Linked DNA regions of Zea mays: region 2 is linked to region 1. The links are chromatin contacts, called in public Hi-C maps. All regions are on one chromosome and are shown on one strand. Each heading gives the region's core, a stretch centred on a gene start, on an enhancer-like site or on the middle of the called end of the contact. The rest is flanking DNA. Distances are from core to core; before and after follow the strand shown.

What was found. A called contact is a pair of places that touch in the nucleus more often than the background predicts.
Region 2: a contact with region 1 is called in a Hi-C map of endosperm, with 8 times the contacts expected there. The contact joins two enhancer-like sites. A contact is called at or near these places in 2 of 25 Hi-C or Micro-C datasets (bundle sheath and endosperm).

What each region holds. Positions count from the first base shown.
Region 1 is chr2:122,408,276-122,410,952 of Zm-B73-REFERENCE-NAM-5.0, reverse strand. No RefSeq gene overlaps it. Among protein-coding and RNA genes, the nearest start is that of LOC100273841, 24 kb to the left of the region's middle. Within about 2 kb of position 1,297, at least 17 of the 20 cell types and tissues checked have an H3K27ac peak or open chromatin away from gene starts, as enhancers often do. A contact at or near this core is called in bundle sheath and endosperm, where this site is marked.
Region 2 is chr2:122,544,695-122,547,371 of Zm-B73-REFERENCE-NAM-5.0, reverse strand. No RefSeq gene overlaps it. Among protein-coding and RNA genes, the nearest start is that of LOC103646919, 30 kb to the left of the region's middle. Within about 2 kb of position 1,326, at least 17 of the 20 cell types and tissues checked have an H3K27ac peak or open chromatin away from gene starts, as enhancers often do. A contact at or near this core is called in bundle sheath and endosperm, where this site is marked.

The sequences.
Region 1 (2,677 bases), core at 48-2,547:
AACCTATGCATCATGCTGGAGTTTATTTGATTGTGCATTTATAAATAATTATAAAGATAATATCAATAAAATTATATTGATGTCCAAGTTTTGGAATTAAGACATAATTAGCAAATTAGAAGTTGGAGAAAGAGAAGGAAAATACTATAATATATGGAGAAAAAATAATAATAAATATATAAATAAATAAAATTTTTCCATACAGGCATTTTCGGTTTGTACATTTAAAGGGAGTACAATTTCACAACTAAAGTTGAATTCAAATTTGAAATCAAAACTTGGAAAAGAAAAGAAAGAAAAATAAAAAGAAAAGAAAAGAAGAAAGAAAACCTAACTGGGCCCGGATCTCCATTTCGGCCCATTCTCTCCTCTCCACCGCGCAGCCCACCAGAATCCGGCGGCAACATGTAGGGCCTAGCCCTCAGCCACTCCCGCACACCAGACGCTGACCGATTGACCCCACGGGCAGACTTGCTTCGCGCGCACCGCATCCCTGGTTGCACTGTCGTGCGGCCCCACGCCTGTCAGCCTCACACACCTTGGGGCGCCGTTGACACGTGGGCCCGGAACCCTGACGACTTTCTTCCCCCTCACACCCATGCATCGTGCTTGAGTCCGCCGCCGCGGAGACCTGGGATTCGCCTAGAAATCCGGCCTCACCATTGCATCCTTGACCGATTCGTGCTGATAAATACTTCACACCCTTCCGTGCATGTTGGGTCCCCTGTATTGCGAACCAGAGCCGCGCCATCTAGAGAAGGAGGAAAAGCAGTGAGAGGGAGAGGGAGCCAACCCGCGCTGCCGCTGTAGACACACCATCGGTCAGCTCCTTGGTCGCGACGGACGGTTCCAGGTGCACCAGAGGGTCCCGCCGCATGTGTAGGACCGACTCCCGGGTCGGATTTGCTTGCCCGTTGGCGGCAATTGCTCGCAGTCGTTCGCGCGTCGACAGGAGACCGCTGCCGCCATAGATAGCTCGCCTCAAGTGCATTCGTCTTTGTTGCCGTAATGCTGAAGTTCGGTCGGATTAGTGTTTAGTGCGCGTAAATCGGGGATTCGCCTGGCCGACGATGGCGCCGCCGCGCAGTACTTGTGCGCCACCGGTCGGGGAGGCCGGAGGAGGCGAATTAGTTCACCACTGTTGATCTATTTGGTAACGGTCGTGATTAAGTCTGATGCATACCGATTCGAGCGAAGGGTTCAGAGCCGTCAAGATCCGTTCGGGCGGATCTGAGAGGCTTTGGGTTATTTAGAATCAGGGCCGTAGATAGCTGATCGAAGGCTGGGCGTTGCGTACCGGTTCGGGAGGGAAAGGATTTAATCTGGGCCGCTGGTGCTTGATCGCACGATCGAGGCTGCTCAACATCCCTCGGTCGCGTCGATGTTTTCAAACGAAACCCTAGAGTTTTAGGGAATTAACCCGCAGTCCACAGCAGGTGTATTCTGAGACTTAGGACTGTTTACGTAGAAGCCCCTAAGCTATCATTTAATCGTATGCGCGGTCCAGTGGGCAGAAAAACATAATAAAATCAATATAAAAAGTAATTTTAGTATTAAAATAATCCTATAAACTTATTTAAATCATAGTAAATTTATTTTGATTCCTTTTTAGCCCATACTAGTTTCTATAATTTGATATTAATATTGTTAACCACTTAGTAACTTTGTTTTATCATGAAACCTATATTAAAATTGCTCACTGAATTAATCCCGTACCAAACACATAAAACCTTCGGGAAATCATATCTTGAAATATGTAACTCCGAATTTAGTGATTCTTGTTCCTACGATCTCGTTTTGATGCGTAGATTATTATTATGTCTTCTGTATGCATGTTTGGTGTGATGTTAATTTCCCTATACCACGTCTGTTTGTATTGCTTCGAGTAGACGAGCCAGTGGGCAAGGATCCGGGTGTTCAGCAGGTAGAAGTTGCTGAGCAGGAGCTCATTGAAGGCAAGTTGTGCCCTTGACCACTTTTATTTACCCAATAATGTTCTCTATAATCATTTTATCATGCATAGGCTTAATTTTGATGGGACACAATAGGTCACCCTAGTTTGGTCATCTTTACACATTGTTTACCCCTAAATTTTTGGGTAGTCTTTGTTATTGCTATATATGGTTTTGGGTGTTGAAATAACTATTACACATGATCATTCGTTATTATTGTTCTATTTATGTTCATGATAAAACTATTATGTTAATTGGAACATGGAGCTTAAGTTGAGAAACACGTGCCACCACAAGGGTGGAATGGGACGCCCTTGGTTGACTAACTAGGAAAGCTAGCGGAGGAATACCTTACCCAAAAGGGGCAAGGGCAGTAGGAGAGTAGGCGTGTAGGGAGGTTCTCAGGTTGATTTTGCTGCGATGGCGGTCAGACGAGGGATTCCTGCATTGCTCTTCCTAGAAACTGTGGCGGGTTTTCTGAAGTTAGTGGAACTTTGTAAAGGCCTCGTAGTGGATCCCTAGCCATTCACCTCGGCAATGTCTAAGGGCCTTGCAAACTCAGGCTAGATGGGATACACGACTTGTGGGTACAGGTACAACCTCTGCAAAGTGTAAACCTAGTATACTAGCTGTGCTCGCGGTCATGAGCAGCTCAGGACTCTCGCACGATTAATTTATGGATTGAATTCAATTTGTCATTTGCATCGCATTGTGGTTTATTATTA
Region 2 (2,677 bases), core at 77-2,576, 140 kb before region 1:
CTAGGTGGAGTAGTGAGCCAGGCTTCACCCTACTCCCCATTTATCGTCGTTAGTTATTATCTGTAATACCCAATTTGTGATTTGTAAGAGATAATATAAAAGGAGAAACAATTTCACTTTATATGTGTGGGTTGAACCTATTTGTCATCACATGTGAACACCATCTTTAAAAAAAATAACTAATAAAAATATATGCTGATAAATTATGCATCATGCTGGATTTCTATTGTGAGTGCATTATTTGTGACAATATAAAAATAACATAAAAAATATGTTAATGTCCAAAGTGGAATTTAAATCCTAAAGGAAAATTCAAGAATCTAGAAAAAGAGAAGAAGGGAAATTACTATGTGAATAAAAATAAATATAAAAAAGTATATATTATGATTCTTACACAGATTTGAGTTTATACATTTGACTCAAAGTTGAATTTCATAACAAGACTTAAATTCAAATTAGAGATTCAAATGAAAATAAAATGAATCAAAAAAGAAAAGGAAAATATGAAAAGAAAAAAAAGAAAATCAATTCAGCCGTGTTGGGTCAAAACACCAGCCAGCCCATCTCCATGCCATTGCATGGCCCAGCTGAGAAGAGATCGCGCACCACGCCGTGGGCTCTGTGGCTGACAAGGCGGGCCCTCTGGCCAGTGGTCCACGCGCGTCGCTAGCCACTGTGATGCGGGACCCACACGTAAGACATCGCCCTGTAGATCTTCTCCCTTCACCGCGCAACAAACCGAGGTCATCACCACGAATTCCGTCGCAGCTCCAGCTAGCCCCAACCACTTTGCCCACTTCACCGGGAGATAAGTAGCGGGTTGACCCCCCCCCCCCCCCCCCCCCCCCCCCCCCCGCCACCTTCTCCTCAACTGTAACCCTCTGCTCATAGCCGATAGGATGCCTACCCATTCAAGCGCGACTCGCCGCCATTGGCGCTCCGTCAGCGTGTGCCCCGGATCGGTGCCGCTCCGTACTCCGACCTGTGCTCTCCCTCCGTCGAGTCGTCGGGGATTGATCTGATGACCTCCCTGCTGTGGGTTGGCGGCCGGAGCCCTCGAAATTGGTCGTCGTGGTACTAACTCCTCCGTGTGTCCGTTGTGTGTCGTGACCAGAGCTGCGCACTGTCGGAAACTGGGTAAGAATTCTCTTCTCGAGATCGCCATCCCCTAAATTTCATTTTGCACCCGAGATACATGGGAATCGTGTACCGATTAGTGCGTCAGGTGTCTCAACCATGGCGAGCCGACGTGGTGTTAGGCGCGGTCGCCGATGTTGGCAGTGAGGTAGGAGAACGCATCCCGATCGTTGATGCGTGGATTAAGGGTTGAGATTATATACTGCGTACCCTTTCTCCAGGTTCGATCTGGTCCGTCGATCTAGATCGGACGGATAGAAATCGATCTAGAGTAATAAAACCCTCACCGTTGAAGTCGGATCCGACGGTTAGATTCGTGTACCGGTTCAAAGTTAATAGAGATCTAATCCGGGCCGTGTATCTGAGAAAGGATGGCTCAGATCTGCCCATACCCGTTCGGTCTAGACAAAATGCAAAACAGCCCCTCGGTTTTATCAAAACCAACCCATCGTCCTGCGCAGTGGGGCTCTGTGTCTTAGGAAAAATTATCCCGAGCCCCTGGGTTTCTCTGGTTTTGTGCGCCTGATCCATGGGAGTAAGAAATCCAGGAAATTAAATAGAAAATAGATTTGTAATATATAAATAAGTGCTAGAACTTGTAAAATTCATAGAAAATTCATTTTTAGTCCAAATTAATCCATTCCAGTTTCTAAAATTTTGTAATATTATTGTCTATCACTTAGAGTCTCTGTTTTGATATGAAAACTGTAAGAAAATTAATTTCCCACTTAATCCTATTTCAAGCACATAAAACATTTGGAAATTCATAACTTAAAATCCATAACTCCAAAATTAATGATTCATGTTCCTAGGATCTTATTTTAATGTGTAGATTATTATTGTGTATTTTGTTTACATGTTTGGTGTGATGTTAATTCTCCTTTATATTGTGCTTGTTTGTATTGTGGCGAGTAGAAGAGCCGGTGACTGAGGATCCTGGTGCCCAGCCGATAGAAGTTGCTGAGCAGGAGCTCATTGAAGGCAAGTTGTGCCCTTGACCACTTTTATTACCCAACAATGTTCTTTATTATCACTTATTCATGCATAGGATTAATTTTGATGGGACCCTATAACACTCCGGGATCCACAAACACCCCGAGATGCTACTGGACTTCACTACCAACAGCCGAACACTAAGCAAAATAAAATTTGGTAGTGCCTCCTTTGTAATTATAAGCATCGCAGAAGCAAAAGAGATATATCAATACAAAATGAATCATAATAGTATGATATAATTCTCATCAAGGACAATTAACCACGAATGAACCAGTTTATGCCTACATCATACTCTAGTATGAACCTTAAAAGTCAATAACTCAAGCTAATTATTTGGTTCTTTAAGCAATGTGTGCAACGTGCCGCTACTTCCCACTCCCCTTGATAAGCATTAAGCAAATTGTTTTGATGAGATATTTAAACCACAATATGAATTAATCAACATTTTACAGGAATCTCAATTAAGAACAAAAATACTTGTAGATATAGAACTCAATAGTCCCAATATAACCAATACCATCTCATATCCTCGAGCAACCACAAT